7 separate regions of the Mus musculus genome follow, and all the other regions are linked to region 2. A link is a contact called in public Hi-C, HiChIP or PLAC-seq and promoter capture Hi-C data. All regions are on one chromosome and are shown on one strand. The core of a region is the stretch at or near the end of the contact, and the rest is flanking DNA. Distances in the headings are between cores, read along the strand shown.

Region 1 (2,700 bases), core at 8-2,507, 1.4 Mb after region 2:
TCCACCATGTGGGTTCTGGAAACTGAACCCAGGGCCTTGACCAAAGCAGCCAGTGCTCTTACATGCTGAGTCCTCTCCAGCTCTTGAGATCATTTCTTTATAAAAACCCAACTTTCGCCGGGCAGTGGTGGTGTATGGCTTTAATCTCAACACTTGAGAGGCAGAGACAGGTGAATTTCTGAGTTCGAGGCCAGCCTGGTCTACAGAATGAGTTTCAGGACAGCCAGGGCTGTACAGAGAAACCCTGTCTTGGAAAAAAAAAAAAACAAAAACAAAAACAAAAACAAAAAAAACCTTAACTTTCATATGCTGGCCTGTAAGAAGTCAAAACCATAGGAGACAAGAATCTTTAAAAAATATGTGACATTATTGAGAAGGTCATGGTGGATAAATTAACCATTACATAATTGGAATGGAAGTTCCTACACATTCATGAGGCTGGCCTCAATCTTGCTGTGTAGTTAAGGTTGACCTTGAACTCCTGATCATCTTCCCATTTCCACCTTCAGAGTGTTGGGATTACCATCATAACAACCATTCTAGGCGTCTGTCACATCGCTAAGAGAGGGCGAAGGCATTGCTGTTTTATTGACATTTTGAAACTCCAGAGCCATTTTGAGATATTTGGTGGGGCAGGACAGCTCTCAAATATCCACTGCCTGGGACACTCTTATTTGGTTATATTAGATGAGTCCCAAAGTTTCCCATCTGCCCTATAAGAAATGTTATATATTTTTTGTTTAGTCTTTAGTTCAGGCTGGCCTGGAACTCTCTGTAGCTGAGGATAACCTTCCTCTTAGGGTCCTCTGGAGTGCTGAGATCACCGGCAGGGGCTGGTGACAGAACCGCTGCTGTTGGCTAAGCGTGCAATCAGCTGCCTGCGTCTCTAGTCCCGCTTTTCTTTCTAGACCGTAAATTCCAGGCGGGAAGATCTGTCCGATGAGCATGTGACACTGACGCGTGGTAGGTAGGACGTCTTGCATCTCGGGTTAGCACGTCAAAGCTGGACGAGCCTGGACTCCTCCGAGGCGCGGGAATGGGATTCCCAGTCCCGCCCAACAGGAGCCACGAGCCGCGACAGCCCCGCCCACGAGAAAGAAAAGAGCCCAGAGCTCCGCCCACCGGAAGCCAAGGTGCCGGGAGATTGCTGGCCACTGGGAGGAGGGATGCCCTGGACCCTCCCATTCAGAGACTTTGTCTTGTGACAGCCCCGCCCACGCGGAGGCGGGACGCCCCGGAACTCCGCCCCGAGGAGGCGTGACCGGAGGCGTGGCCTGCGGCGCGCGGGAAGCTGCGGGCTGTGGCGGCCCCGGGTGGACCGAGTTACTGCAGGTAGGTTTGCTGATACCCGGCTTCCGCGCTTCTGACCTGGGTTGGGCTGCAGCTCCTCACCGGGGCCGTGAGTTCTGATCTCAGCGCGGGCGCAGGCAGAAGGCAGTTCGTCCCAGACCACAGTCCCCACCGGGACCGGGACTCGCGCGCCTTCCGCCAGGCCGGGTTGGGCCGCCCGGACCCGCGCCCCTCCCCGTGAACTCCCTCCCTTGCTGCTCCCCGGGATGATAGCCAGTACTCCGGTACCGGTCTCTGGGACCCCACCTCAACACGATGCTCTGTGCTGCCCGTCCTCGCCTCCGTCTGGGGTGTTTGGTTTCTTTCTCTTCCGGAACCGTACACTGGTGGAAGTCTCTCTACCTGCGGGAGCATTTTAGCTGAAGATTGCAGGTGTCTGAGCCGTCGGCGTCGCTAATGGCTTCTGTGCTCTTTCCCCGGCTCGCCCTTCATGTTCCAGGGTCGCTGTTTAACTCTTTGCTAACGTTTCCAGCCTCCCTTTGCCTGGCGGAAACTCTGGAGGATGAAAGTGATCACGTGTGAAATCGCCTGGCACAACAAGGAGCCAGTGTACAGCCTGGACTTCCAGCATGGGGCAACCTGGAAGATCCACAGGCTGGCATCCGCGGGGGTGGACACCGCCGTCAGGGTAAATGGACAGGCGGGAGGATACGGGGAGGTTCTACGCGGAGCTCACGTTTTCATTCCTTTGTTTAAAACTGAAGGCAGCAACTCAAGTCGGGTTGCCACCTAGTCCAGTGTACTAAGTTCTGAGGCCTGGGGAAAGCAAGGAATGCTGAGAAGATTAGCTTTCTTAACATTTGCTACATTGTTTTTGTTTGTTTTGTTTGTTGTTTCAAGACAGGGTTTCTCTGTGTAGCCCTGGCTGTCCTAGAACTCTGTAGACCAGGCTGACCTCGAACCCTCTGACTCCCAAGTGCTGGGAATAAAGGCGTGGGCCACCACGGCCCGGCTATTTGCTACATTGTTACAAGTGGGTTCTCAGTATTTTAGAATACTAAACTAGGAAGAGCTCTGTGGTGCCAGGCATGTATCCCCAATACCCATACGGTACAGATCTGAAGTTTGAGATTCTCAACAGTAGTGAGTTTGAGTCCAGCCTGGGCTAGGTGAGACCTTGTCTCAAAATAGTAATACTGAGCCTAGCTCCTGTGCTCTGTGCTTTGCCCATTTGCTCTAAAGAACTGGAAGAGGGGAATAGCAGGTAAGGGGACTGATGGTGTGCATTTCTGCTAATACTTCCTTTGATTTACAAAGTTTCAAAAAAGAAATTGCATTTTCTGCCAGAAGATAAGTTGTTGTCTCCTGGAAGGGAGTTAGGAGGTGGCTAGTGTGTTTCTGCAATGTATG
Region 2 (2,719 bases), core at 112-2,611:
GAGACACCACTGTGTCTTGGTTATTTATAATTTATACGGCCATTTACTTTCAGAGAGGATTTACAATGGCTATGCACACGCTTCAGGACATCCTGTGTAGAGAGAGCAACAATTGTCACAGCTCGGGGCTTTTCTCATCGCTCTCTGCCGGTTGAGCTCTCGCCAGCACTTCAAACCTCTTTTAGGGATCTCAGGCTCTCTTTTTCTGTCTGAAGCAAGATCAGTTCAGAGTGAGACTGCATTTGTCTGGGTGCCTAGTATCCTGGAACAGCATTGTCTAAGGCTCTGCCCACTTGGCCAGTCACTCATTTCCACATTTATTAAGATTCTGTTGTGAGGCTGTTCTGGGATCGGAAGATACAGCAGAGAATCAAATTGCATTTTTGCCTTTAGGGCAAGTGCTCGATGAATTATCACCTGAAGTGGCCAAGGGAACTGTTCATGGTCCGTTGGGGTTTAGCCCCTGCCCTGCATTTACTGTCAAAGGAAGGGTGCAGCTCATTCATTGGGAGGACGGAGAAAACAGACGTGACTCACCGTTCATAAATAGACTACGCTCTGCGTTCTCAATCTGCACTATTGGAAGAAAAGCCAGTGTTTGGGTGAGGATCCTGGCTGCTCATTATCTTGCGGTTGATTGGCCAGTTTTGGTTGAATGCGGTTGGGGGGAAAGTCTTTCCTAAGCCTTTAGGATATTTAGTTCACCCTTAAAGGAGCGACATGCCACCATCAGGGTCACTGAGTACATTAGGAATTGTTCCTTCCTCGCCCAAATCCACACAAATTTGACACCCTGGGAAGGAGATGGGGCAGGTCTGAGTAACCAATCATGGTACTTGGGAGGAGGAATTGATTTCTGATCTTCAATGATCCCGTAGAACACGACCTGGACTATGTAGGCTGTGCAAAAGAAAGCTCGTCTCCAGTGTCTGAGACCCCTGGAGCAGGGCTTCGGCCCGTCCCCGCCCCGGCCGCGCCCCGCAACAAGTGTCCGCCCTCCGCCCCGACGGAGGCCCGGTCCTCACCCGGCACAGGCCGTCCACGAACACGCGCGGGTCCAGGTGGCAGGCGATGGTGGCGCTCGGCAGGTCCTGCAGATCCACCTCCTCCATCTCGCAGTCGATGAAGCTCCAGTCGCCGCCGCCGCCCCCGTCCCCCTCGGCAGCCGCAGAGAAGGGCGCGAAGGGCCGCAGAGTCACCCTACGGGGCGCCCGTGCCTCGACCGCCTCCGCCACCTCTCCGAGCCGCGGCCCGGCCACGCCGTCCTCCATGCCCGGCGCGCGCTCCCTTAGCTCCGCTCCACTCGGCGCCGCGGCCGCCGGCTCCCGCTTCACCCTCTGGGGGTCACCGCGGCGCCGGGACGCCGCCTTCCAGTGCCCGCCCTGTCCGCCTCCGCCCCGCGCGGGAGGGGCGGCCAGCCTGCGCTCGCCGGCCTCGAATCGTAGCTCTCGCGGAGCCCAAGAACGTTCCCTTTAAGGTCGGCCCACTCGGGCCATCAAGTCCCGCCCTTCCTATAGAGCAGACCAATAATACGACGGGATTTTTGTCACGTGACACCCACTCTGCCGCCCTAAGCCTGAAGCCTTGGGGCGGCCATATTTGTTAGGGGCAGAGGCCTCTGGCCAGTTCTGCTTTTCTGACAGCTGGCGGTGCCTGTTGAAGGACACAAGCCGGGTGTTAGCCTGTGGAACGGTAACCCGGAGGCAGAGCTTCTGCGGTTCCCACGCGGCGACGTTTGGAAACACGCAGCCAATTTTAAGGACTTAAACTAAATCTAGTTAGAGGCTCTGTTCCGTAGACGTTAGCAGTGCTTAGATACTTAGTGCATATTGTCGCGGAATCACAAATAAGACTTGAGTAACATCGTGATATGGCCTTATGTTTATAGTTCAACGTGTTAGTCATTATGTTACTGTCCAATTTTTGGATAATTAGAAGCATTTTTTAGCACAAAATGAGTGGGTTTCAATAATTATTTTCATACATATATCGTGTATTTTGTGTATACACAGATAACACTGTATTTTGTCTCCCATCGCCCTCCCTCGTGCCTTTTCTCCAATTCTGCTGGCTGCCTCTCTTTCCTCTAAAAACTTCCCTTTCTGCTTTAGTATCTCAAGAAAAAGAAAAAAAGCTATGTGTATCAATTACTTTCCTGTTACTGTGATAAAATACCACGACCAAACAATTTATAAAAGAGTTTCTTAGTGTTCCATATAGCGTCCCAGAGGGATAAGTGTCCATTGTGGTGGCTAAGTAATAGGTATGGCAGCCGGAGGCAAGATGCTGAGAGATCAAATCTCAGCCACAACCATGAAGCAGGGACATGGAACTAGAAACAAACTAGATAGGTGAACTGTTTCTACTACCAAAGCCTGCCCCCGGTGGCTCACTTCCTCCAGGAAAGCCAAACTCCCTAGACCTCCCCACACAGTACTACCAACTGGGGACCAGTGTTCAAATGGCAGACTTCCCAGGAGACATTTCTCATTCAAATCCTTGTAGCAGGAGGGCAATGGGTCTCAACCTGTGGCTCTTGACCCCCTTGGAGGTCCAAGAACCGTCACGGGTTTTGCGTATAGATCTCCCACATATCAGACATTTAGACAACAATTGAACAGTAGCAAAACTGTAGTTATGATGCAGAACAACAAAATAATTTTCTGGTTGGGGGGGTCACCACAATATGAGGGGCTGTATTAAAGGGTCGCAGCATTAG
Region 3 (2,707 bases), core at 203-2,702, 1.4 Mb before region 2:
GACTACAGAGTGAGTTCCAGATCAGCCAGGGCTATAGTATAGAGGCTCTGTTTCAACAAAACATAATTAAAACAAACAAAAAATAGTATCAATTCCAGAAACTAAATGAAAATTTTAGTGAGTAACCCAAGGAACTTCAAAATTGTTAAATTTTGGCATATTTCACCCATCTCAGGATAAAAAAGTATTTAGAATGCTTCCTTAAAACATTAAGTCAAGAAACCTAAAACAATACACCCCAAAGTTATTCTGCCAAGTCTGAATAACTCTGGTCACAATAACAGTTATTTCAAAATTATGCCTAGAGTAAATCATTTTGCAAAACTAAGTTTCGAGTGACTTAGCCCTCATCTTTAATTTGAAAATCCAAGTCAAGAACAAGACATTTCAAACAATGCAAAACCTGGTCTGTATCTCCTTCAAACAAAATTCCAGAGAGGTCAAAGATAATTCACCCATCTTTCTAGAATCACGAAAGCATGACGCAAGACCTTCGAAAATCATCCAATTTTTCCTAACATGATGTTGAGGTACAAGTAAAATCGAAATCCCCTGCAGCCTGGTCCCTCTTCTGCTTCAAGAGCCAATGCCACAGCGGACATCTGCTCCTCCCATTTACTTCTACAGAGAAACCGAGACTGGACAACAGCAAGGGAGCGATTGGATCAAGGTCACCGGGAGCCAGGGCTGCAGCCCCAGAATTGTTCCCAGCCCTGGTTTCGGTCCTCCTCTTTAACAATCCGGCCTTCTTAATCAAGGAGGCCTAAACCGAGACGCCAACAAGCCGCAGGTACAGAGGCCTGCAGACGACTAAGAGCAGGCAGTTAACCAAGAGACTCAGGCTGCCTGCAACTCGCAAGGTAGGAAACGGGTCCACGGAGCATCGAGCCTTCTCCTCCACTCAGGATGGCTGATCAGGGCTCTGACAGCCGGAGGAGGGACTGCACAGGCCGTAGACTTGGCTGGTGGCAGCGCGGGAACACAACCCCAGGCAGATCCGGAGGCCGGAGGTGGGGAAAGGGGCGCGGCGCCCGGGCGAGCACGGGCTTGGGGTCCGCGTGGGCCGGGCCGGGGCTTACCTTCCTCCTCGTCTTGGAAGCTGAGCAGGCTGGCCCTGGGCACCTCTTTGTTCTCGCGAGGCCTCTTGCGCGGCTTCAGCCCATTGCCGGGCTCCGCGCCGCCGGAGATGCCGCCCCCGGCCTCAGCGCCGAGGCCCGGGTGGTGCGCGGAGGGCGGCGGCGGCAGCGGCCCCGGGCCCAGGAGCGACTCCCCCGCGGGGGCCCGGTCGCCGCCGCCAGGGCCGGGCTCTTCTCCCGAGGCCGGCGGGGGCAGCAACGGTGGCGGCTCCTGCTCCTCATCGCGCTCCCGCTCCTCCTCCTCCGAGTCGTTCCGCTTGCGCACGTTCACCCGCCGGGCCTTTCGGAACATCCCAGCCGCCGTCACCGCGCTCTCACAGCCGCTCGCTGACTGAGAGGACGAGGGAGCGCGGAGACCACCGCCACGCACGCGCAGTCGCAAGAGTTCCCCCCCACCAGCCGGGTCGTCGCGGCTCTGGCTAGCTATCGCGCCGCCTCGATTGCGCATGCGCCTGGGCTCTCCTCGCGCCCCACTACTTGGGCGGAGTCTCTTTGCACTGCCCTCTAGCGGCGCGGGGGACTGTTGGCATGGTACCCTCCGACTCCAGTGTTGTTCCAAAGGTCACAAAGAGGATCATCGAGATGAGAGGAGCGAGTGTAGTCTGTCGTCTCGGAGCGTGTTGCTGCAATGCGTCTTCCGCGCTTATACGGAGCCGTTACGTGTGGCAGCCTCCCTCCCACTCAGTGCCTGCAGGGTAAACAGAGGCGGGAGGCCGGGGAGAAGCGGAGGGACGAGTCAGTTGACTTGAGCTTGGGAAGGGAAAGTGCATCTCCATGGTTAATATGCCTCTTAATAACGCGAGGCGATGCTAGCAGATATCGTCTACAGATCAGAAACTCCATTAATACTTGCCATCTCTACAGCTTTATCAACGCAAACACTCTCAAAGGCGTGGGAGCACACACGTTAAATCCCAGCAGCACTGGGGAGGTGGAGGCAAGGCGATCTCTGAGTTCGGTGCCGGCCTGATGTACATAAGGAACTCCAGAATGGCCAAGGCTATGTAGGGAAACCCTCACTGTCTGGGGAAGACAGAACCAGAGATGATACATCTCCCTGCTGCCGCAGCCATTCCCAGGAGAGCGAGGTGTTTTCGGGTGGCTTGGTAAGAAAGCCAAGTTAGGTAGCAACTATTTTAACTATTTTACGAAGCATAGTGAATTTCTGAAACAAGCGGAAGGAAGATTTGTCTTATTTTCAGACTATATCACAGAGGGCAAATCTGAACCTTGGCGGCCTTAAAGAGATTGCATGAGCCGGGCGGTGGTGGCGCGCACCTTTAATCCCAGCACTCGGGAGGCAGAGGCAGGCGGATTTCGGGAGTTCGAGGCCAGCCTGGTCTACAAAGTGAGTTCCAGGATAGCCAGAGCTATACAGAGAAACCCTGTCTCGAGAAACAAACAAACAAACAAACAAAAAGATTGCATGAGGTTGAGCTAACACACAGGTTACCCAGTTCATAACCAAAGTTGAATCTTTTCTTTCTCTCGAGCATATCAGGATGCGTGGGTAGAAGTGTTTGTGAAATTATTTACATGTTTCAAAACCCGCCAAAAGAACGGGATTGGAG
Region 4 (2,742 bases), core at 50-2,549, 1.7 Mb before region 2:
CCTTCTTTGATTTCACAGATCAAGGTCCCAGGCCCATTAGGCACAATGGATAGCTGGCTCCTTCTGGAAGACCCGTGACTATGTGACTTTGCTGGTCACCTGCTTTCCCAAACTATCAGATTTGCAATGGCAAGACCTGTGCCAGGGTTTTATTCGCCCATTACATCTCTACCTAACAAACAGCAACTGCAATTAAATATCGAATAAGTGTGTGGGGCGCTAAATTCTGTGCTAGCAAAGGTGTCATCTTCTAAGCAAACGACCAAGGCGAGGCACCAAACGTTTAAAAATAAAAATTGTAAGAAAAACATTAGCTGAGAATACTTTTTGAGTCAGGGTCTCACTATATAGTGTTTACCGAGTCCCCTGGCTTGAGTTAGCCCAGGGCAGTTCAGGGAGACGGACAGCTTACTCTTCTTTGGACTGGCAGCAGCAGCAGCAGTCAGGAGTGCTCTGCCAACATGACACTGTCAGGATGGCACCAATTCTATCCTTAATCTTCAAATATTTCTAATGTTGGAAGTCAAGGTGTACTTGGTCTGGCACTTTCTAAGAAGATAAGGCTGGCCTTCAACTGACAGAAATCCTCTTGCCTCTTCCTCCCTCTAAAGTGCTGAATTAAAGGCACGAACCATCAAGCCCTGCGATAGTTTATTAACTTTGTAGTTTTGTTAACCTAAGAGAAATATTTCGCTGTCTTGTTTTTACCACCGCGTTGACGTCTGAACATGGTAACATGTTCAACTGTGGTTCTCCTCACAACCAATGTACTCCTTGCACGATTAGAAGTCGTTGTGAAGTGGTGTCACACTCTGCAGCGAGTGAAATTAAATTACAGAATCTGGCCCCTCTCGGTTACCGGTCCGGACAATCCTAGTCACTCGATTTAGTTGTAGGTCCTTATGGAACTTGTTACACGTGACATCCCGCCATTATCAGGGTTGACAGTTGGTTACTATGGGAACGGCTACTGACAGCCCAAGCAAGCTATCTCACTGAACTATTCTTGACTAACTCCGAGCCGGGCTCCGAGGCGCCGCTGTGCCGGCTACTGCCCCGAAGCTGAGGAGTCCGCTCCCACTCACCCGGTCCTGGGCCCTGCGCATCCTTCAGCAGGGTCTTGAACCGCACGCCCGTGAACTCCTCCGCTCGCGTTCGCTTGACTGTGCCAGCGGGGGACGCCGCGCTGCTGGGACCCTCTGACGCCTTCCTCTTGGGGACCCCCATGGCCCAAACCACCGGGCCAGCAAAACGGCACCCTCGGAAAACCCACGCGACCGGAAGCACCGGCGGCAAGGAAGGGGCGGGACTGGAAGGAAAGGCGGAGCCTATGAGGGGAAGCCGGTAAAAGAGCCGGTCTTCGGGTGAGAAAGGGCGGAAGGGGCGGGGCCTGCTGAAGGGGGCGTGGAGAAGGTAGAACACCTGGGGGCGGGGCCTTCTGGGGCGTGTCTCTGGGTGGTGTGGGCGTGGCTTGGTGCTTGGGTGGGGCCTGTAGGGCCTGGGATTTCCCCAAGGGTTCTCTGGCTGTGCTCTGCCTGCAAAGAAAAATCACATACCCGCCCTTAGCTGCAACAATCTGGGGCAGATGGATCAAAATGCTTCCCCTGCTCCCGCAACTCCCTGAGCAGGAAGAACTCCCAGACCCACAAAGAGCAGCACAAAGAGCTCAGATATTTAAAAATCTCTGAGCATTTTAATGATATCCTTTGAACAACTTCATGAGATTGATACTTCCTCAGTTCAAGCCCCCTGCGTGTAAGTGTAAGCCGGGTGAATTCCCGAGGGCTTGACATCAGGTGGACTTACCTCTGAAAAGCCCTAGCTTGGGAATGTGGTCCAGAGTGTCCGTAACCCTGAATCCCCAGTTTTTGTCACAACCCTAGCCAGAAGGCCTAGGCTGGTTAGATGTCATTTCAAGTAACCTCCATCCACGCTTGCTTCCCCCAAACCTTGATGCACTCCTTCTGTGGTGCTGAAGGCCAGGGGCGATCAAAGAAAGCAAGCATTTAAGAAAACCTCCTTGGACAGTGCCCGCATCTCAGCACCCTCGTTAAAAAGGAGACAACAAAGCCGGCTCTCCCCAGTCCTGGGCTGGAGAACGGCAAGTAATGTAATGTTTAAAGAACTGCTTTAAGGGGACAGAGAGTACGATACAGTTTTTATTTGTTGTAAGCTGTTGATTTACAGGCTGCATTCAATGCTCTGGCAAAAATGTGGGAAAGTAAAAACAGTCAGTTGCATAATTAAAAAAAACAGATCTTATCAATATCTTGGTATGTATTTAAAATTCCAAACTAGCCTGTTAGTTGGGAAATCGATGGTTTCTGAAATTCTCTGTCATATTCTTCTAGTCTAATAAGGCACACTTTTGGAAGCAAGTATCTTTTAAGCATCTAAGAATGTGGTCCCTGTCACTCCTATGATTTTAGAGTCCCTAAGAGAAAAACAAACAAACAAACAACAACAACAACACTTGCCTTTGACTTTGAGCCTGTAGCCTACAGAAACAACTGCATCTGTGGGAATCCCTAGGTCCCGGGCCTGTCAGAAAAATGAAGATGACTAAAACCATGAATAATTTTGAGAGAAGAGGCTGAAGACCGACTTGTGACCAATTGCCCATGTTGACACTCACCAGGACCCAAACAAAAGGCAGCAAGAAGAAGGAAGAAACAGTCTAAAGCCTTGAGTTTAGCTTATGTGATGTTGGGGGAAATTATCATCTCTCTGTACTAGTGGAAG
Region 5 (2,871 bases), core at 38-2,537, 1.7 Mb before region 2:
AGTTTTCAGCCGGGCGTGGTGGCGCACGCCTTTAATCCCAGCACTCGGGAGGCAGAGGCAGGCTGATTTCTGAGTTCGAGGCCAGCCTGGTCTACAAAGTGAGTTCCAGGACAGGCAGGGCTATACAGAGAAACCCTGTCTCGAAAAACCAAAAATAAATAAATAAAATAAAATTTTCTCTCACATATTCACATAAATATCTTACTTACCAACCGTCTTCATCTCTGCACTTGGACAGTTTCGGTTCCTTATCCACAGAGACGTTACAGGAGACGCCTGGAAAGAGAGTCGCAACACTTTGTTAGTGTGGTTTGTTGTTACACACCTGCAGACAGGAACTTTTAACTCAACTTTAACTTGTATTTTAGAGGACTAGGGGAAAAAAAGAGCCCAAAGACTGGTGGGAAGTGGGGTACTCCCGTGGTTCAGCACTAAAGGGATGGGGGCCTTCTGGGAGAAGAGGTGGAACAAGGATTACTTCACATCCTTTTCTGAAAACCAGTGGGGTTAAGAGATAAACAAAATGACCCAGCGAAGAGCATTGGGACTCACCCAGTAAAGACATCGCCTACTCTGTGGCCATATACCATACACTTATTTAATCGTCCCCGTTATCCCATCATTATCCCTCGTTTTGGAGACGAGAAACTTGAGGCACAAGCAGTTGAACAGACTGCCCAAGGACACTAAGCTAAGTCCCCAAAGCAGCTGACAGAGTCCGTCAGATGTGAAAACACTCCCCTGAAGGAAGCACCTTCCTAAAACGTCAGGATGACGCTCAACCGCTGCCCTTGGGGGGCATGGAAGACCCAGGAAAAAACTTGTCACTCGTGAGCCACCCACAGGGACGCCTCTCCTGCGGTTTGCTGGGACAGCTCTCGTCCCCACCCCAGCCCCCGCAGCCCCAGGAAACCCCGACGCAGGAGGGCGGCCCGAACTGACTGCGCAACAGGATGCAGTTGGTGTCCTCCTGGCTGGCCACCCAGGTGAGCGAGTCGCCCAGTGGCCGGCGACAGCGGGCACAAAGGAACACCAGCGGGTTCTCCGCCGCGGCCGCCTTCTCCTCAGGCCGTTCCTTCTCTAGCCCTAACGCGTCTGCGCTCGACATGTTTGCCCACTTCTGCAGCCGCAGGTAGCGGCTCGAGTCTTCCGACAGACGCTTCTCCAGCAGGGGGGACTCGCTCGACATAGCCAGGCGGTTTTAACCACAAGCGGTCAAGGAACATCCCAGAGACCAGGAAGCAGCCATGACATACGAATTTGCCGCGCCCCGGAACCTCACGGGAATAATACCTCTGCGCATGCGCAAGGTGCAAGAGGCGGGGCACCGCCCGAAGGGGTGGGACCTGAAGAAGGGCCCGACTGCATCGAAGGCGCATGCTCGCCATCTGACCGGCGCGCGAGCCGCGCTCACTGCGCTTGCGTCCTGCGGTCTTCCTGAGCGAAAGCTGGTGAACTGGGGTGCTGGGGTGCTATCTGCGGGCATTTCAGCTCCTTCCGCCGCTGCTGAGAAAGTTGAAGGCTTCGAATTAAATGAGTAGCAGCTCACCTAGTTCCTCCACACTGTTAGCGGGCATGCCCGTGCTGGGTAAGCAGACCCATCTTCACGGAGCCGAAAGTGGACCCAGGAATTCCAAGCGGTGTACTGCAAGTCACATCTCTGATTCTAGCCCGTCTGCTCCCGGAGACCCGCTTTCCTACATCTAGAAAAAAACAGGGGTCTGTGGCGAGCCAAAGACGCCCCCTGCCTCAAGGACCCAGCGTTACTGAGACTAGCACTGCAAGGAAAAAATATGAGAAGCTGGAGGGGACAGCATCGCTGTGGCTACAGAGTGGGCGTGTGTCTGGGTCAGAGTATGGTTCACCCTACTCCAGGGCGGGAAGGACGGTCAGTCTAAAGAAAGTCAGCTTTTGATTTCAAAGACCACAGGCTAGAGGGAAGGCGCGCCACCACGAACAGCCTGGATGCATCAGTAAGAAACAACACGCAAAGACCACCATATCCCCCTCCCCCCCCCCCCCCCCCCCAGTCACACTACCCAGTTCGCTTCACTAAACTACATCACACTTACCACCTATTTTCGTATCTCTGGCCACTAGCAAAAAGTTTCAAATCCTAAGTCGTTGACCTGACCGAGGTGGTACCAGGCTGGAAACTAGAAAGGCTATTTTGCCTTCTCTGAATATGATTTTGACTTTCTGTTTTTTGAATCTTTTTTTTTTTTTTTTTGTCCAGGCTGCCCAGGAATTCATTATGTAGCTCACCCACAGTGATCCTCCTGCTTCAGCCTCCCACATGCTAGGATAACAGCCCAGCCCAGAGGCAAAGAAATGACTCCTTTTGGAACCTATTTCAACAAGTCCCTGAGGCGTATCGACCTTTAACCGCCAGGAATCCTGTGGTCCTGCTTGAGGTGTGCCAAGACGGAACGGAGCAAAGAATACCATAAACCAACAGACTTTGCAAATACACTGGAAGGTACACCAATAGGCAGATTACAGCAAAGCAGTGGGACCCTGCTGTAGACCCTGATGCTACCTGGCCATACTCTTAGCATTTTGGTTATAAGCTGGGGAATCTGTTTGTACACATTAAAGTATTTAACTAATAGTCAGAAGGATATGGCCACATACAAGGGAGGGGAGTAAATGACCACGGAGGGGACTCAAGGTAACCCCAAATTACTGGGCTTTGAACTTCCAACCTCTCCACATCACTGATGCTCTGATCCTCCAGCTAGCCATTGTAGTCTCTTCTTCTTTCCTGGAAATTTCCTTTAAAGTTCCAAGATCCCCAGTGGATGCAGGAAATAGCAGACGTTGCCAAACACTCTAGAACCAATGTTTTGTTTTGCTGAACTAGGTGTGGTG
Region 6 (2,799 bases), core at 106-2,605, 1.4 Mb after region 2:
GGCAAGAGGGTCAGGAGTTTGTCAACCTCAAGTACAAAGCAGACCAGCCTGGGTTACAGGAGGCTCTCTTTCAAAAAGAAAAACAAAGCGATTATGTGGATCTCAAGAAAATGTGGCGAGACAGGCTTTCCTCAGCTGCATCCCGTGGGGAATCCTCTTCCCTGATGAACAAGTATTTGTCCCACCCTAGGCACTGTTTTCCCCGCAAAGACAACCAGACTCGGATGAAACAGGAAAACAAGGCTGACCTGCTTGTTAATCCTGTCAACTTGACAAGATTTAGAATCCCCATGGGAACAAACCTCTGGTCAAATCCACAGGGGAGTTTCTAGACTAAGCTATTTGCAGTTCAGTGGAGAATTTGCGCAGCCTGGGCTGCTGACACTCTCTAGGTTGACTGCACGGCTCACTGACCGGCCATCATGGTTCAACTGTCTTGACAGCCACCTGTTCTGCAAGACTAGACACCAGTTTTGCTTATCTTGTGCCTCTTATTCACTCTTAAAAACAGTGAATACCACAGGTTTTAATTTTACATCCCCTTATTAATTTAAAAGTATTTAAGTTTTTACAAGCCTACAGTTAAAATATGAAGAGAAAACACAGTTGACGTGTAGGAAAAGGAGAGGATCCATCCCATACTGTAGTGTTTAATAGACAGCGGTCTATAATAAAGGATACTAAATTGTTTATCAGCAGAAGATGAACTGAACTTTTTTTCGTTTTGTTTAGTTTTTTTTTGTTTTTGTTGTTTTTTTTTTTTTTTTTTTTTCGAGACAGGGTTTCTCTGTGTAGCCCTGGCTGTCCTGGAACTCACTTTGTAGACCAGGTTGGCCTTGAACTCAGAAATCTGCCTGCCTCTGCTTTCCAAGTGCTGGAATTAAAGGCGTGCGCCACCACTGCCCGTCTGAACTTTTATAAATAAAAATATGACTATCGTTAAGACTGCAGTAAATACTCTTGCAAATCTTTTAACCTTCTCTTTACTTGTACTATTTAGCATCCCTTTCTTGACTAATTTCTACATGCTACTCGCTGCAGTACCGGGCTCCACACACACTGAATTAACGTGTCCGTGCGCTACCACTACCAGGATAAAAGCTGATGATTTTCAGGCAAACCCAAAAAGTAATTATTTTCTTCATTTTGTCCTGTAAGATTCCAGTAACATCATTACCAGCGGCCATGGATTACACTTTTGCAGTGCGATTTTCATCAGAGTTTGCCTAGCTTCTACACATCATTCTTCGCGCCAATCTTCAATCTCAAGGTCCAGCTACGCGAGGCGAGGAGCTCGCGCCCGCCCGCTCACCTACGCATGCGCCCAACGCCTGGGTCCTGCGCGCGCAGCAGGTCAGGCCCGCTCGGGCAAGCCTCTGCTGAGAATCCTAATTCGCCTTTGCCCGAGGCGGAAATGAGTGGGTGTGGCCTGGTGTTGTCGGTTCCGCCCCGGAAGTGGGCGGGGCGTTGAAGCCCGCGGCGGACTCGTAGCCTCCCAGTCGGGCTGCGGCCGAGGCCGGTCCTGGCTTTGTAGCTCACTCAAGATGGCGGCGCAGCCACCCACCGGGATCCGCCTCAGCGCGGTGAGCAGCCGCGAGGGGAGGAGCGGGCCGGGTCCCAGGAGGGCGGGCAGGCGGGCCAGCCAGGAGGTGGCAGTGGGCGGCGGCGACTCAAGGGCTGGCGCGGCGGCCGGGAGGTCGCGGCGGGGCCAAGGGTCCGCCGCCATGTCTCCTCGCTCGGAGGAGCGGCTGTAACGCGCGGCCGGTGCGCTCGCGGCATCTCGGGGCAAGCCGAGGCGGCCTCCCTCCCTCCCTCCGGCTCTGCGGCGCCCGACAGCTGTTGTGGGAGCCGCGCCCTCCGCGACCCGCCCGCCCCGGGAGCAGCCGCCGGGCCTCGTCGGGGCGGCGTGGGCTGCGGTGCAGCGCGGTTCCTGCACGCGTCCGTCCCTGTCGGTCCCGGCTCGGAGGAGCGGAGGCTAGGACTCATCTCCTCCGCTTGCTTGGCATGCCCCTGCCTTTTCGGGCCGAGCCCATTGGTGGCAAACCCTTTGGAGGTGGCTGGGAGTGGTCGCAGAAAAGGACTTACACTTTCGGGTCCAAAACATTGTGGGCGTGGCTTCACCTGATGATTCCTGCAAAGTTTTATTCTCTGCCGGCCCTGAGGTCTTAAGCGGGGAAAGTTACTTCCTTGATGTTTGAAGGATGGCTGCGGTGGCCCATGCCTGGCATCCCCAGCGCTCGGGTGACCGAAGCAGGCAAATTCTAGGACAATTTAGGGAGACAAGGGGAAGTCCTGTCTCAAAGGCAAAAAAAGCGGTACTACTGTGTTATGTAATTTCGTTGGCGAGCGGTAAGGATTTCCGGAGGTTAAAGCACCTCCCGTAGGTGCTCTTCAAGAATGCAGGTCTCCGTCCATTCATTAGGCTACTTCCGTCATTTGGGATGTGATAGCCCCAAGTGTGCATGAAGTGTTACCTAGTTTTATCGCGTCTGCCTTTTTTTTTTTTTGTGAGGTTGAGTATTCTTCACATTTTTTGTTATGTTTTGTTTTAAATTGCCTGTTAGTACGGTTTCCCCCCACACAGTTTATGTGTGTGTGTGTCTTATGCACCTGAAGATGAGGACTTCTGAACCCTCACTGCTAGTTATGAGTTGGCCCATGGGGTGCTGGTAACTGAATCCTGGTCCTCTGTAAGAGCAATTTGTGCTCTTTTGTTTGTTTGTTTGCTCTTTTGTTTGTTGACAGGGTTTCTCTGTGTAGCCCTGGCTGTCCTGGAACTCACTCTGTAGACCAGGCTGG
Region 7 (2,945 bases), core at 61-2,560, 1.3 Mb after region 2:
GGATATCCAACATCAATAAACACGTCCTATAAATGGGATGTAAATGTTTGTCACGGGAGGCACAGAATCCCCTCCAAGAACAATCCAGGGAACAAAGTGCCCCTTGAGGGAAAGGGCCCTCTGCCTTTTCTCCTGGAGCCTCCCCATCCCCAAAGCTTTGTTCACGCCATTCTTTTGACCATGTTCAGTATTCATTCAGTTGTCCTAGCTCACACAAAGGGAAGAAGGCTGCTAGGCAGTGGTGGCGCACACCTTTAAGCCCAGCACTCGGGAGGTAGAGGCAGGCAGATTTCTGAGTTCGAGGCCAGCCTGGTCTACAGGGTGAGTTCCAGGACAGCCAGGGTTACACAGAGAAACCCTGCCTCGAAAAACCAAAAAGAAAAAAAAGGGAAGAAGGCTGAGTCCCTGTGGGGAAGGGAGTGGTGTTAGTGTGCGCCTGTCTGTGATTACCCATCAGCACATCGCCGTTTTTCAGTCTCAGTTATCCTCGGAAGAGCATCAGGAGGCACTGGAAAGTGGACACACACTTCTCAGCCCGTGGACAAGCACACTGCCTTTTAGCCTGTTCCTGGGCCCAGGCGACTGCCCACCCCACCTCCCATGCTTGTAACTGACTGACTGCACCTGTTCCTGAGGTTTATTCTTCATGGTCCCCCTCCCACCTTCCACCTCACCCAACTCCAAGATCTATTTCTTTTCCCCTTCCCCTTTTCTTTAAAACCATCAGGCAAGCAAACAAGAAAACAGAATGACAAAAAGAAAAAGCACAAGAAACACACAAGCACACACACATACACAAAGACCAGAAAACCACAAAATTGCCAGAAAACATAATATACAAGAAAAGGATAGTAAGACAAACAAAAATGCCCAAAGAAAGCCTCCACCAAGACAGAGACCTACAAAAATACTACCGAGTACATTTTGTATTGACCACATGCTGCGGGGCCTGGGGAGACTCCACTGGAGAAAACAAACCTTCACATGGGAGTGTGGATCAGCTGGAAAGCCTGTGTTTGGGTGGGCAGGGAGGCTGTGTTCAGTTCCTCCTCGGTGCTGAGACCCCATCTTGCTTGGGCCTGTGCTGCCCGTCTCTGATGTGCGTGGTTCCTGTTGTCTCTGAAGATGTCGATGAAGACGCCACCATTTAGGATGGAGTGTTCCAGAGTCACTGCTCAGCTGTGGGTCCCCTGAGTAGTTCCCTTCTACCGCAAGAAGCAGCTTCCCTGAGGATGGCTAAGCAAGACACTGATCTGAGTCCCAACCCGTGTGGTCCTAGGGACCCAGCTAGACAGACTGATTCATTCTGGCAATCTCCAGAATGAACCTAGATGGCAGGGCAGAGTGGTGTAGGGGTGTGTTGGGGTGTGGGAAGAATTCCCAGCAGTCAGCCAGGCATGCACACACTTTTGTTTCAAAGGAGTGGAGCCATATAGCATGCCCTGCCACCCAAACAGGAATTCTCTTCCCGGAATGAGGAGGGACAGGGAGCTGGGCGGTGCCCAGGGGCAGCCTCACGTGGTTCTTCAGAAGTCGATGCCTGCTTTGTTTTGGAGACTAGTATTCTCCCTGGGACCTGAGCTTGCTGATTGGCCTGGTTGGCTGGCCACTGAGCTTCTGAGATGCTCTATCTCTCTCCCCAGAACTGAGGGTCACATGACCCACACCTACTCCTCTCCCCCCCCAGCACTGAGAGTCACATGACCCACACCTACCTCTCCCCCCCCAGCACTGAGGGTCATGTGACCCACACTTACCTCTCCCCCCAGCACTGAGGGTCACATGACCCACACCTACCTCTCCCCCCCCCCAGCACTGAGGGTCACATGACCCACACCTACTCCTCTCTCCCCCCCCCAGCACTGAGGGTCACATGACCCACACCTACCTCTCCCCCCCCAGCACTGAGGGTCACATGACCCACACCTACCTCTCCCCCCCCAGCACTGAGGGTCACATGACCCACATCTACCTCTCTCTCCCCAGCCCTGAGGGTCACGTGACCCGGCCTCCCAGCCCATCTTTTTTTATGATGCTTGGGTCAAGCTTGGACCTCACAATTGCACAACAAGCACTTTCTCTCCCAGACCCTTCATTTGCTACTTTAAGCCAATAATTATGCTCTCCCTGATGGTGGTGGTGGTGGTGGGGAACACCCCGCCACCACGACACCCGTGCACTCCAGCTGCTTTGCTGTGGCTCGCTCTTTGGGTGCTGATTAAACTGGGTGCCCACTGCAGATGTGGCGACTGTTGCGCTAAGTGTTGTTGTCTGTCTGTTGCTCAGTAATTAAACCCAACCTGAGGACAGTCCTGTGGTAAGGCAGCACCTGGCTCCTTTCAGTTCCTGGCAGGCATAGACTCGGGAAGCTGGCCGTAGTTTTCGAGCTTCTCAGGAAGCCTGGGTTAGCAAACGTCATAGCAGCACTCAGCAGTAATAAATGGCCGTGATGGCTGGAGAAAGAGTGGGCATTTCCCTCCATTGATGTGCGTGTGTTGTGCATGTGCAGGTTCTTAAGGGCAACCTTGTGTTTGGACTCCGGTGCCATTCAGCCGAGGAGGCTTAGGCTGAGACGCCTGTATTAGAAATCCAGAGTCTTTTGTGGTTGGTTGGTTGGTTTGTTTTGTGTTGTGGGTGTTTTGTCTGTATGTGTCTATGTACCACGTGTATGTCAAGTGCCCATAGAAGCCAGAGGTGGTATTGGATCTCCTAGAACTGTAGTCACGGCTGGTTGTGAGCTGCCATGTGGGTACTAGGAATTGAACCTGGGTACTCTGGAGAGCCACCAGTGCTAACCACAGAGCCATCTCTTCAGCCCCAATTCATAGTCCAGGAGTACTGGTCGTGTTTTCTCTGCCAGTTCAAGAATTAGAAGGCGGGAAAATGTGAAGCGCAGCAGGTTACAGCAGACAGCTCTTAATAAGCACTGGAGCTAGGGCCAGCAG

The links. Promoter capture Hi-C pulls out the DNA fragments that hold promoters and counts their contacts. Hi-C and Micro-C count contacts between places; a contact is called where the count stands out from the background. HiChIP or PLAC-seq counts read pairs in DNA pulled down with a chosen protein or histone mark. Capture Hi-C pulls out chosen DNA fragments and counts their contacts.
Region 1: a contact with region 2 is called in a Hi-C map of CD8 T cells, with 6 times the contacts expected there. The contact joins the promoter of Chaf1b here to the promoter of Rcan1 in region 2. A contact is called at or near these places in 2 of 39 promoter capture datasets (embryonic stem cells and liver), 2 of 484 Hi-C or Micro-C datasets (CD4 T cells and CD8 T cells), 1 of 115 datasets of contacts at active chromatin or transcription factors (large pre-B cells) and 2 of 9 other capture datasets (adipose tissue and liver).
Region 3: a contact with region 2 is called in a Hi-C map of B cells, with 5 read pairs. The contact joins the promoter of Paxbp1 here to the promoter of Rcan1 in region 2. A contact is called at or near these places in 1 of 39 promoter capture datasets (pre-B cells) and 1 of 484 Hi-C or Micro-C datasets (B cells).
Region 4: a contact with region 2 is called in a promoter capture Hi-C map of pre-B cells, with 3 times the contacts expected there. The contact joins the promoter of Urb1 here to the promoter of Rcan1 in region 2. A contact is called at or near these places in 2 of 39 promoter capture datasets (erythroid cells and pre-B cells).
Region 5: a contact with region 2 is called in a promoter capture Hi-C map of liver, with 2.9 times the contacts expected there. The contact joins the promoter of Mis18a here to the promoter of Rcan1 in region 2. A contact is called at or near these places in 1 of 39 promoter capture datasets (pre-B cells) and 1 of 9 other capture datasets (liver).
Region 6: a promoter capture Hi-C map of liver shows a contact between it and region 2, with 4 times the contacts expected there. The contact joins the promoter of Morc3 here to the promoter of Rcan1 in region 2. A contact is called at or near these places in 4 of 39 promoter capture datasets (embryonic stem cells, hippocampal neurons, liver and 1 more), 2 of 115 datasets of contacts at active chromatin or transcription factors (astrocytes and large pre-B cells) and 2 of 9 other capture datasets (embryonic stem cells and liver).
Region 7: a contact with region 2 is called in an H3K27ac HiChIP or PLAC-seq map of embryonic stem cells, with 6 times the contacts expected there. The contact joins the promoter of 2310043M15Rik here to the promoter of Rcan1 in region 2. A contact is called at or near these places in 5 of 39 promoter capture datasets (the C10 cell line, the SN4741 cell line, embryonic stem cells and 2 more), 5 of 115 datasets of contacts at active chromatin or transcription factors (embryonic stem cells, large pre-B cells and stem cell-derived neural progenitor cells) and 1 of 9 other capture datasets (embryonic stem cells).

What each region holds. Positions count from the first base shown.
Region 1 is chr16:93,882,644-93,885,343 of GRCm38.p6, forward strand. It overlaps Chaf1b (chromatin assembly factor 1, subunit B (p60)), which reads left to right and starts at 1,258. Exons shown (of 14, transcript NM_028083.4): 1 at 1,258-1,332; 2 at 1,823-1,978. The coding sequence starts at 1,853.
Region 2 is chr16:92,464,808-92,467,526 of GRCm38.p6, forward strand. Rcan1 (regulator of calcineurin 1) reads right to left here and starts at 1,362. Exons shown (of 4, transcript NM_001081549.2): 1 at 1,026-1,362. The coding sequence starts at 1,271. It overlaps Gm46555 (a long non-coding RNA gene), which reads left to right. Exons shown (of 4, transcript XR_003951847.1): 4 at 1-1,027.
Region 3 is chr16:91,042,927-91,045,633 of GRCm38.p6, forward strand. It overlaps Paxbp1 (PAX3 and PAX7 binding protein 1), which reads right to left and starts at 1,453. Exons shown (of 18, transcript NM_026110.2): 1 at 1,080-1,453. The coding sequence starts at 1,428.
Region 4 is chr16:90,809,114-90,811,855 of GRCm38.p6, forward strand. Urb1 (URB1 ribosome biogenesis 1 homolog (S. cerevisiae)) reads right to left here and starts at 1,300. Exons shown (of 39, transcript NM_029497.1): 1 at 1,086-1,300. The coding sequence starts at 1,227.
Region 5 is chr16:90,726,084-90,728,954 of GRCm38.p6, forward strand. Mis18a (MIS18 kinetochore protein A) reads right to left here and starts at 1,288. Exons shown (of 5, transcript NM_025642.1): 1 at 943-1,288; 2 at 210-276. The coding sequence starts at 1,189. Gm17518 (a long non-coding RNA gene) reads left to right here and starts at 1,337. Exons shown (of 2, transcript XR_876238.3): 1 at 1,337-1,588; 2 at 2,237-2,871.
Region 6 is chr16:93,830,766-93,833,564 of GRCm38.p6, forward strand. It overlaps Morc3 (microrchidia 3), which reads left to right and starts at 1,356. Exons shown (of 17, transcript NM_001045529.3): 1 at 1,356-1,583. The coding sequence starts at 1,545. It overlaps Gm30881 (a long non-coding RNA gene), which reads right to left and starts at 2,327. Exons shown (of 3, transcript XR_876266.3): 1 at 2,086-2,327.
Region 7 is chr16:93,793,591-93,796,535 of GRCm38.p6, forward strand. It overlaps 2310043M15Rik (RIKEN cDNA 2310043M15 gene), which reads right to left and starts at 1,311. Exons shown (of 2, transcript NR_151466.1): 1 at 979-1,311. The region is part of intron 27 of Dop1b (DOP1 leucine zipper like protein B); the gene reads left to right.